2 separate regions of the Anas platyrhynchos genome follow, and region 1 is linked to region 2. Evidence: chromatin contacts called from public Hi-C data. All regions are on one chromosome and are shown on one strand. Each heading gives the region's core, a stretch centred on a gene start, on an enhancer-like site or on the middle of the called end of the contact. The rest is flanking DNA. Distances are from core to core; before and after follow the strand shown.

Region 1 (5,954 bases), core at 2,268-4,767, 56 kb after region 2:
GTAGGTGCACTTGCACTCAGCATGTCCTTAAATTACCAAATTCATTGCTACTGGTTGCAGCAGGCATGGAAAATTTGAGTGGGTTTCAAACAGACCCCAAAAAAATAAAATCATGGAAAAATGATTAGATGAATTCTGTTGAATTTCACTTCTTGCTTGCCTCAGTCCCAGATCCCTGGTAGCTGGTTAACCAGAATATGTGTCATGTGTGTAATGACATCAATTAGCTTAGACAGTCATACACCAAAAGCCTTATTTTCATTTTATAGCAGGTACAAAATTTACACAGAGGTTTTTTTTCCTCTATAAAATGTCTGTTTGAATGAAGAGTTAACATCCACACTGAAATGGATGAAAGAATAAATGTGGGCTTTCTTCTTGTCTCCATGTGTAATGACTGTCATAGACATCGCAGTGCTTTACCTCCTTTCAAATAGGGGGAAAAGGGGTATGTAGAGGTCTTCAAATACAGCATGTGCATCACTTGGGAAAAAAGTACTTCTGATGGTTGTACGTGGTATTGTGGAGTGAATTTTGCAGTGCTGACTTTAGATGCAGAATGTTTCCCTCTGTCTGTGGAGGATTGGTTCATGTGTTGGCCATTACTGGCAGTCTGCTTTTGTCCCTTTAACCCCCAGTTATGATTTTAGTAGCAGAATGTATGGCCACAAACTCAGTGAAGTTTAGGTAGAAGCAGGTAGTGCCAGGAGCTATTGGCAACCACCTCCGTGTGTAAATTCATCATTTACATCCTTTGTTAGGATTTATTTCCATGTTGTTGCACTGACCTGTTTTCTTCCTTTGTTTCCCCTGCCGAAAACGGGAGCGTTTTGATGTTGCTGGTATTTCCGCAGCCCCCTACAAGGCTGTGCACAGCCCTTGGTCCCGTTTGGCATTATCTGCCGCAGCAGTGCCCCTTTTTGTGCAAAGATAACAATTGCATCTGATAGTTAAGAACTTATTATTCCCTCCTGCAGAAGACATCTCAGTGAGCAGCAGCTGAGACCCCTGGAATGCCCCGGCTGTACGCGGTGGTACTGGTGTTTTCCAGCCTGGAACGCTTTCTGCTCGTGTTGGGGGTTTTGCAAAGCTCCTAGCACGTGCTTTGTTGGCTGCCAAATTACAAGTAGGTCTGACAGCAACCAGTAAATTGGTTAAACAACCACCTCGTCGCATCTAAACAGCAGTAGGGTTTTTATTTTATGTTTATGGCAGCTGTTTTGATATCCCCCTCCCTTCCCTCTCAGGAGCACTATGTACTGAATACTCTCACAAGATTTGAAAAGAGATTTTTTGGACATTATTTTCAGGTTTTGACTTGGAAAACAGTTCCTAATGTTGAAAAACAAACAAAGATGAACACCCAACCCCTCCCTCCAATACAAACAACCCAGCTTTTGGATCTGCTGGTGTCTTTTCTTTGCCCCGTTGCCATAGCAGTCCGCACGTATGTTGCCTTATCTTGCTGTGGACTTCCCCAGGTGGCTTGCAGGATAGCGTCTTGTGATTTCCAGAAAACAGAAAAGGGAGCAGATCAGACCTTTAGCCAGTGTTGCTTCATCACTCTTGCTTCATCCTGTCCCCAAAGAAAACTGTGATCGCGTAACTCCATTGCAGCCATCCCCAGTGTCCTCGTTCCCCGCATGCCCACGACAGCCTGGAAGGGACCTGGTGCCCCTGATGAGCTCTCAGAAACGCAGGGCTCCCACCTGTGAACCTGCGTGTCCCCTACATCTGAAGATGGAGCAGGAAAAGAGGGAGGTGTCAGCACAGTTGTTCTGATAGACACAAGCCTCTCTATAGGCAGGGTAAGGAAGGAAAGCAGCTAATGTTGGGAAAGTGGGCACTCTGTGTCATGATGGGGGTGGTGTACCATGGTTTTGTCCTTGGGTATTTGCTGTCTTCTGCTCCAGAAGGAGGAATAAAAAAATAACTATTACGGAAATAAATTTTTGAATGCTTAAAATGCAGAACTCTAGGAGACAGATTTTGTTTCCTCATAAGAAATTTGGGAATGACTTCTTAAATAATGTAAAACCTAAGGGCTTATCTTTTCACCCCAAAGCCCCATCTTTAGGCGAAGGCTGTGAGTGTTAATTAAAAGAGAAATTTAATACACGTGCTGTAAATTTTCCTAACCCTGCTCCTTCTCCTGTATATTTGTCTCCTGTCTCCCCGAGTAGCTAACTACCTGTTTGCCTCCTCAGAGATGTGGTAACAATGTGCACGATGCCATGGGCTTGTCATCATTTCATGGGCAATGTGCTAAGTTATCTTGCACCTAGATGTACTTCCCTCCTTGCACCTTGGGGGATTTCTCTTAACGTACCTGAGAAAAGAAGGCCTTCCCCTCCTCACCAGTCAGGTGGGGAAGAAGTGCTCTCTTCAAATAAATATTTTTTTTAAATGCTGTGTTTCCTGTTGGATTATGGTGACGTTAAAACAAAAACAACAAAGCAAGAACTTACAGTGGGGAATTTCACAATTAGGTCCTTCAGTTCCCGGTTCCCCCACCGCCTCATTGGGCCAGACCTGAAGCGGGACAGGAGCCGTCATGGAAATAGGATGCAAAATAAAGCCTTGTATGGGAATCTGCAAATGAGCCTCACATTTATTAATCATTCATGGTTCCTTCATTCCCAGAAACTTCAAAGTAGGAAGCCATAGCCAAGTCTGAAGGAAGTTCATTAAGTACAGTGGAAAGCAGTGAAGGCGTTAGGCCTGGCGCTTCAGGAACGTCTCTGAGGTGGTGATAAGGAGATCCCCGGTACAGGGCTCCTGCATCCTAGGAGCTTGGCTCAGGAAGGTCGTTACCTCTGTTCTTCTTGAATTTTCTGTCAGAAAGCTTGGAGCCCAGTCCTGTTCTGGGTTACCTGGTATAAAAAAGGTGGGGATCTCCTGGAAGGAGTCCTGCAGAGGGTCACAAAGATGATGAGGCAAGGCTGAGAGGCCTGGGTCTGTTCAGCCTTGAGAAAGGAAGACTGAGGGAGGGATCTTACCAGTACCTGTAAATACCTGAAATGTGGGAGACAGAGGGATATGGGCAACCTCTTCTCAGTGGTTTCTGGGGACAGGACAAGGGGCAATGGCCACAAAATGGAGCCCAGGAAGTTCCTCACCAACATGCCAGAGAACTTCTTCACGGGGAGGGTGACGGAGCACTGGGACGTGTCTCCTTGCAGTGCTCTTGGTGGGCACAGACTTTGCATTTCTACTGTTGTGGATTTCCATTAATGTTGTAGTGAGATGAAATAAATGATTTTTGCTTACTTGAAAGTTTTTGCAGGCACAAAATACAGGAAAGTTCCTTTCTTTTGGAGTTCAGCTGGGTTAATTAAAGGTGTCAAGGTGAATCAGAGCAAGGCCACAGTTTCTGCTGGTCTTCCTTGAGCACTTCATGCATGGCTGTCCCAGGCTGTGTTGGGTTTTCTTGAGTACTTCATGTATCCCAGGCTGTGTTACGGGTTTATTTTGAGATTTAGAATCTGCCTGTCTTGTAGGTGTCCATGAGTTGTACACAACTGGTGGTGCACCCTCCAAGACACGCTACAGCTCTCCTCTGATCTCTAATATGAAGGAGTCTGTGCTCTTAATTGAGATTGCTTAGAAATGTTGGGGTTACTTACATAAAATCATCTTTTAGATCCAACATACTTTGGAAACTAACTAAAGCTTGTTCTGAAGGGCTCTGTTGGACACTGCCCTTTTCCTAGTCCAGGAATGACTGTAGGGATTGTTTGTTCAGATGGGCCAAAAACAAAGGATATTTTGGTCTGTAGGTGTTGTTGTTTTATATATATATATCTATATAGTTGAGTGTTGCAAGGCAGATATTCTTGGCAGGGCATTTATTTAGTGTGAAGTGTTTGTCCAGAATCTTGTTTTTTTTCCTTTTTGAGGACAGGTTAGTGGACTGGTTTTGAAGTGAGCCATGTGGCCTTGCAGCAGGTAGTCATTTTTGGATGTTTCAGAGGTCCAAAACCATTTCAGATGTGTGGCACTCAGCAGCTTGACTGAAATAAGTGAAGCAGTTCCAGCTTACACCAGCTCAAATACCTGGCACACCCAGTCAGGAACAGGAATTTCTTATACTTTTTTTTTTCTCAATTTTGTGGTTCTCTTAAATACTTTTGGATGCATTCATCAAGGGTTTTACACATTATACAGTGTCTCCCTAAATGAGTTCACTTTAGGTTAAAGAATAATTTTGCTTAAATCTTTCTGTATCAAACAGAAAAGATTTCCCCTTCTTGATCTGCTCCAGTGGATGTATTTCAGTACAACAGACCAAGATAGGCTCTCCTCAAGTTGCAGTCTTTTGTCCTAAGGCTTTTCCTCTTTTATTGTTCTTTCTTGTAAGATTAAAGTGTGTAGCAGCTTTTTTGCATGCCCACCTATGTCGCAGATTCTCCTAGCCATCCAGGTCTCCACTTGAACCATTTATCTTTTGCAATATTTGCTTGTCTTGCGAAACGTGCATTAATCGTTTTTCAGAGCGTCTTAAGCTGGATGTGCCAAAGAGCATCAGTCGGAGACCTGTAATTGTTCCTGCTTAGGTTTCGAAATGAAGGTGTAGAGGAGTGCAGATATACCATGTTTTATTGCTCTCCAGCCTTGACCAGCTCCCTTCCCTGGTGCCTCCGTGTGCCAGTAAGCCCAGAGCGACGCCCTGCAGTGCTCTCCTGACAAACGCCTGACTCACTCAGTGCAAAGGACAGGACTGAACGGGAGTAGAATTGAAGTTGCACACACAGTGGCCACTTGTTGTTTCGTGTTTCTGCTCAGAAAGAAACTTTCTAGACAAACAGAAGCTTTGTCAGCTGTAGATGTATATATTTCTGTCTAACAACTAATGTAAATTAAAGGGATCTGCACAAACTGCAGAATATATTCCAACAGTTCAACGTGGACATGAAGCTGGCATAAATCATTTCCTTCCTTCCTTCAGCACTCCAGCCCTGTGCCAGCAAAGAGTTAGTGTAATCGGGAATGAACTAGAGCAGGGAATTGATGAGAGTTAAAGCTAACCTGTGAGGAAAAAAAGGTATATTATAACCCCAGTTATTGTGGTCACCCTGGTACTTGGTGTGGGATGAAAATGCGGGCGCAGAATAGGAGATGCACGGAGAAGGAGAGCGCTGCTTTTGGCAGCCCTTCTGCATGATGCTTGCTGGAAATGCATGTAAAACTGCAGCCTTGTATGAAAAGGCTGTTTGTTGTTGAGCAACACCCTCCCCATCCTATTCCTCATTGCTGATTGAACATCTTCAATTCATGATCATGTGCTACAGTATGTAAATAACTTAACAAACATTCAGTTTCATGTTTTAGGTGTAAAAGATAATATTTTCTTACTTCTGTTGCGTCTGTTGACAGTTACATGGGTTAATCTGTCTATAAATAACATAGATGTTTGCGTCACCTTCTTACAGGTCTGGTTTTAGTAGTCAAATTAAATAACAATTAATTACTATTTTTTAAACAGAAGTCAAAGAGCAGTCTGCAGAAGAAGATGCCCAAGCAGAAGTGGACAGCACCAAGCAGCTAACACCAGTCCTTCAGCGCTCAGTGTCTGAGGAGTCTGCAAGCTCCACCGCCTCTGTTGGTGTCGAAGCGAAAACCAGGTGAGTAAGTGAGGAGATGGGTGCTGGGGCAGGGCTAGGAGTTGAGTAACGGGGCACAGAGTACTTGGAACACAGACTCAGGACACGCTGCTGGTGCTTTGAAGTATTAGTAACGGCAGCCTGTGTTGGCAGCTCTTGTGTTTGAGACTGATGGCTTAATTGGTGCAGAGGGAGATCAAGGTGAAAAGCATGTTTCTTGAGTGTTGTCCTCAGATTACACTCGTAAACCCTCGGATTACAGCATATTAGCTGTTTAAATTAAAACAGATATAAGTGATAGGAGATAAAATGTGATTACTGAAGTGTTCTTGCAGAGAAAACGGTGTATAA
Region 2 (5,789 bases), core at 2,794-5,293:
ACCCTCAGCTGTCCCCTGCACCTTTTGTCCTGCAGTTTGACACTCTTGCACAAGGACATGCACGGGCAATGGAATCTGTCCAGCTTTCAAAGCAGCAATAAGCAATAAGACTATGGTGTAGAATCATTAGTTTAGCACAGGTTGAAGATGAAGTGGTTTAATTCTTCAAACACTTAAAATGTTAGCATGTTGCTGATGCATCTTAGATGAAGCCTTTGTTATAACCTGGTGATCTTTTCTGCAATTGAAACACAGGCACAAACAGAACAAAAACTATTTATTTATTTATTTTGGTGATAAATAATAAAGGAAACTATCATTAAACTGTGAGAGTTCTGAACTAATGTCTAAAGAGAAAATACCTAGATCCATTCCAGATAGACTCTAGAATAATCTTATTTCTCAAGATTTCTGTTACATAGACTGTTTTAGTTGTATAATAGTACAATTGGTATTTACATACCAAGTATATTTACATACCAGTTGTCGTTTTCCTTTAATGATTTCCATAACGAGATCCTTCTCCTTAATGAGCTGATTTAAGACTGTGTCCCATCTTCAACTTGTTCTACTGTTGTGCATGAAAATATTGCTGTTTGTCATTAAGCACACTGGGACAGCTCAAGATGTTTTGCAGTCAAAACTGTAAGCATGCGCTCTTTAATCACTGCTGCAAGGGTCTCACTTATATTCAAAAACCATACCAAGAACACAGAAATGTTTATTTCAAGACAGAAGACAATGTAAAATTCTAGCTGAAAGTTTCAAAGTTGCCTGCCCTTGGAAGTTAAAAAACAAAACAAAACTAAATATATAAATAAATAAATAAATAAATAAATATAGGTGTCTCAGTTCACCTGAGTTAGTTTACACTGAACTGGAAGATCTCTTAACATTCAGTAAAGCAGAGGGCCTGTTCATTTAATATTATGTCTTTGTTGTAAAAATGTGCTTTTTCCATGCCAAGATAATTTATAATAGCTGGGTAGCATGGGCCAGTTATAAACTTAAAAATCTTCCTGACAAAGCTGTTCAAATGTCCTTAATCAACAAAGCACTCCTACACAGGATTTATATTTGGTGACACCGCTTCTCCTAGCTTGTCCCCCTGCCATCACTGAGGGATATAAATAATGCTAGCAAATCTACACTTTCCTGCAAGTCCATCTCTGCCTTGGGCTCCTGCTCACAAGTCTCTTTCAGTCCTTCACACCTTTGATTGCCACAGCAATGGCAGCAGCAGTTTACAGAGCAGACCTGCCCGGCTTTGTTCTGACATGTAAGGAGATAATGCACGTCCCTGTGACTAATGGGCATCAGTCCCTTAACACGCTCTTGTCCTAGACCATGCTAAACCAAAGCTAGCGCCAGGATTTTGTATTGTGATAAGGATGTATAAACATAGTCGATATTGGAAACAATGGAGAAAAAAGTTAAAACACTGCTAACCACATATCTGCGTTAAAATAATATAAAAAAATCGCCAAACATCAACTACTTACAGTGGGCCTAAAGAAACTAAACAATATTTAAATGGCATGACTGGATGAACCACGCATGTACAAGCAAAATCGGTTGGTTTCACTGAACGTCTCTCTGCTGTGGGCTGTGACAGTTATTCCTCATACACCTAGCAGTTGAGCTGAGCCCACAGCATGCTCACGTGTCTAAGCTCAAATCAATTTGCACATGCATAGTAGCTCTGACACATCCTAGACTCACCCAAGCCGCAGCGCATGCGCAGTGGATCCGCGCTCGCACAGTCATTATTTCAGGAGATGGCCATTTTTTTAACAGGCCAGATGGCAACCTGGCAACTCCAGCAAATGCCACGCCGCTGATCCGGCTGTGTGGAGGCTGTGGCCTTTCGCTTCCCTCTCCCTGCCCTTCCCTTCCACCCAAGCCTGGGCCTGCGCAGGATGAAATGTTTTCTGTTAATTTACGTTCGCTTGCCTAACAAAATTTGATGTATTAGACAACATGTAAACATCTAAGCTCCCCTATCTGAAGTCCTATGAGCAGTACACCTTTGTGGTCATGTAGGGACACTGTAATACAAATGTTTGGCTTAGAACGTATTTTTTAATTTGGCAGGAATTGGTACATTTTCAGCAGTCGGGCCAAGGAAGTCGCGCCAATAATCCAGCAGTTGTCTTTGCATGGCTGAGGAACTGAGTGGCTTTGTATAATTATGCATACGTACGTGTGCGTTTGTATAGAGATGGAGATAAATGTATCGCCTTTATCTCCACGAATAGATAGGAAAGTATCACGAAGATCTTATTTAATTACCTGGGGAACGAACCAAGGGAGGCTTTTTGTTATGAAAGAGTTCCCAAGAAAACAGGCCAGCAAAAGCTGCGGTTGCCACAGCACGTCATCTTTAATTTGGTACTTCTGAAGCTGACAAGTGAAAATGTTGGTGAGGAGGCACAGCGTTAGGGTCCGGAGTGCTCTGTGCTTATTTTTACATCCCCAAATTGTGCTCACCCTTCAGTGCGCTACCTCAGGCCAGCTTTTTACCACCCTGACCTCAACACAGCGCCCAAACCCTTGGGTGACAAAGGCCAGAAACGTCCCGAGCGAGGCTCTCGGAGCTTTTCTCGTGTATTTATTGACACCAAGCCGCTATCGCTGCCCACGGCTGTGTGGGAGCTCGGAGAACTTGTGCAACACGTACAAGTGGGGCGAGGAGGGAGCCCCTCAGGGGCTCACCTCACGGCCGGGAGGAGCAGCGGGCACTGGGCTGAGGGAGGGAAGGAGGGAGGGAAGGCGAGAAGGAGGGAGGGAAAAGGAGAAGGAGGGAGGGAAGGCGAGAAGGAGGGAGGGAAAAGGAGAAGGAGGGAGAGAAGGGGAGAAGGAGGGAGGGAAGGAGGCCGGCCCCGGCTGAGGGGCCCCGCGGCGCTGCCCGGCTGAGGGCGGGCGGCGGGGGCCGCCTCAGGGGCTCCCTCAGGGCGGCGCCCCTCAGCCGAGCCCGCGGCGCTGCCGGGCCCCGGGGACCGAGCCCCTGGGCGCGGCGCTGCCCCGCTCGCCCCCGGCTGGGCTCGGAGCGAGTCCCTCCGGGCCCCGGGGACCGCATGAAACGCTCTGGAACCCCGCCTGGCCCGAACCCCGCCTTCGCCTCGCCGCGGCGCAGCCGGGCGGGCAGGCAGCCAGCGAGGCCCCTGCCCGGGGGAGGGCCCCGAGCGGCCGCAGCTGTTCCAGCAGGAGTTGCTGGAAGGCGGCCACGCTCCGCAGACTTTGTCTCCCCCGCACGCAGCGCTGAACTCTGCTCTCCCCCCCCCTCCTTCCCTTCCCTTCCCTTCCCTTCCCTTCCCTTCCCTTCCCTTCCCTTCCCTTCCCTTCCCTTCCCTTCCCTTCCCTTCCCTTCCCTTCCCTTCCCTTCCCTTCCCGGCTGTGCGTGTGGGGCTGGTGCTGTGGGGTTCCCCGATTGGGGGGGGGGGGGGGTGGCACCGTGCGCCGCGCTGTGTTGTAAAATAACTTAAAAAAAAAAACAAAAAAACACACATACACACACAAAAAATAAATAAATAAAAGGGCTGGGAGGCGACGGGGAGCCCCCGTCCCGAGCCGTGCCCCGCTCCGCGCTTTCCCCGCAGCCCGCCCGTGAGGTCAGCGGCGGCGGCGGGGTGGCGGCGCCCGGGGCCGGGCGGGCCGGGCCGGGCAGGCGCAGTGTGGGGCCGCGGCAGGGCGGCTGCCGCGTCGATGTGTCGGGGGGGAAGGGAAGGGAAAAGGGAGGCGGAGGTTGGGGTGGAAGGGAAGGGAGGGGGGTGAGGGGGGGGTGACGGGGCAGCGCCGGGATCCCTTCTCCTCCCCGCGGGGAAGGAAGGGAGGGAGGGAGGGAAGGCAAGCAGGGAGGGAGGGAGGGAGGGGAGAGCGCTCTCCTCCCCCTTTTTCACCCTTCCTCCTCCCCTGCTGTTCCCCCAAAAAGTTAAACTTCCTGCTCCCGGCCCGGCTGGGAAGGGGACGAGGAGCCCGGCCGGACTCGGCACACATATACACACACACATACACACACACATACACACACACATACACACACACACACCAGCTGGAGCTGTCAAAACTTCCACCACCACCACCACCACCGCCGCCTGCTCCTGCTCCTCCTCCGCCCCCGGGGGCTGTGCGCGGGGGGAGGGCGCGGGGCCGCCCTACAATGAAGCGGCGGCCGCCGCAGCCGGGCAGCGCAGGAGCCGCCACCACCACCACAGCCGCCACCACCACCACAGCCGCCAGCTCCCGGGGCCTCTGAGAAGGGGGGAGCCCAGCGGCAGGGATCAGCCGCCACCGCCTCTCCTTCGCTTCTCCGCCTTTTTATCCATCCCCCCCCCCCGCCCCGGGCCCCGACGGAGCCCGCCGAGCCGGGGAGGGGGTGTTATTGTGTGCGAGACCCTTCCTTCCTCCGCGCTCTTTCTCTTCGCACCCCCCCCCCCCCCCCGCCCGCCTCTCCCCGCTCCCTCCCTCCCTTCTCGCCCTCCCTTCCCCTCCTCCTCCTCCTCCTCCTCCTCCTGCTGCTGCTGCTGCTCTCCCCCATGCTGCTCCCCCTGCTACCTGTGCTGGTCGGCGGCGGCTGAGGCCAGCGATGCGAGGCGGAGGTGGAGGAGGCGGAGGTGAGGAGGAGAGGAGCCGCGGGAGCAGGAGGAGCATCGGGATCCCCATCACCATCCTCATCTTCATCCCCATCATCATCATCCATGTGTCTCTCTCGTCCTGCTGACTAGGATGTCAACGGAGGACAAGAGTCTGGTGGTGGCGGTGGTGGAGCCGCCTCAGCAGCAGCAACCCCCCGAGCCTGGAGCTCCCCCCCCAGCAGCAGCAGCAGCAGCAGCCACAGACAAAAGACCTAGGGGCCGGCCTCGCAAAGATGGCGCTTCCCCTTTCCAGAGAGCCAGAAAGAAGTAAGTTCAGCGTGTGTGTGTGTGTGCGAGGCACCGAGGGGCAGGGGGCAGGCGGCCAGGCGCAGGCAGAGCTGTCAGCAGAGCCTCGCCGCTCGTCGCCCCCTCCCTCCTGCCCAATGCCATTTTGAGAGGGGCCCTTCTTTCTTCTCCTCCTCTCCCCTTTGCACTTTCCCCTCCTCCTCCTCCTCCTTTTTCACCTTTGTCTTCCTCCGCCCGTTTTCCCTTTTCACTTTTCTTTCGCCGTCCCTGTTTTCTTTCCCTCTTTCTTCGGAGTTTCTCGCCAGCTCTTCCCCCTTCTTCCTCCTTCCCCCCCTGCCTTTGCACCTTCCCCCTTCCTCCTTTTCGGGCTCCCTTCTCCTCCAGGACTCTCCTTCCTTCGGCGTCGCCTGGATATCGGATCTAATATCCCCAGCTTTCCACGGCAGCCTTCCCATTTTTTCTCCCTTTTGAGGCAAAAAAAAAAAAAAGATGTTTTTTTTTGCCCTAAGTGGCTGGCGATGGCACCCCCCCGGCACACACACACACACACACACACACAAAGTTGGGGCAGGACTTTGAGGCGCCCGGAGGCTGAGGGCGCTGCTCGGGGAGCTGTCAAGCGGCTGCCCTCGCATAGAGGAGGGGGGGGAGACAGCGGCGAAGCACGGCAGAGCTTGGTGGGGACACAACGGGGTTTTAGGGGGGGCTGCCAGCCCCTTTGCTGTGACAGACTGCCCTTAATCGAGGGGACTTTCGGGGTGCTATGGCGCTCGTTAGCCCCACAGCGGCCGCCCCACAACGGCCGCCGCCGCCGAGCGCCTCCGCTCCTCAGGGGGGCCCCCCGCTCCCCTCAGCCCCGAGCAAACTTGGGGGGGTGGAAAAAAGAGCTCAGAGATGGGGTTTTAGGGA

Evidence for each region. A called contact is a pair of places that touch in the nucleus more often than the background predicts.
Region 1: a contact with region 2 is called in a Hi-C map of liver, with 1.9 times the contacts expected there. The contact joins the enhancer-like site here to the promoter of KMT2C in region 2. A contact is called at or near these places in 3 of 8 Hi-C or Micro-C datasets (F5 follicle, liver and skeletal muscle).

Annotation. Positions count from the first base shown.
Region 1 is chr2:152,565,539-152,571,492 of IASCAAS_PekinDuck_T2T, forward strand. KMT2C (lysine methyltransferase 2C) reads left to right here. Exons shown (of 61, transcript XM_072033849.1): 4 at 5,486-5,624. Among named protein-coding and RNA genes, the nearest start is that of KMT2C, 56 kb to the left of the region's middle. Within about 2 kb of position 3,518, at least 2 of the 8 cell types and tissues checked have an H3K27ac peak or open chromatin away from gene starts, as enhancers often do.
Region 2 is chr2:152,508,805-152,514,593 of IASCAAS_PekinDuck_T2T, forward strand. It overlaps KMT2C (lysine methyltransferase 2C), which reads left to right and starts at 4,044. Exons shown (of 61, transcript XM_072033849.1): 1 at 4,044-4,613; 2 at 4,725-4,901. The coding sequence starts at 4,726. It overlaps LOC106020083 (a long non-coding RNA gene), which reads right to left and starts at 5,684. Exons shown (of 4, transcript XR_011807116.1): 1 at 5,099-5,684; 2 at 4,555-4,720; 3 at 481-1,910; 4 at 1-238.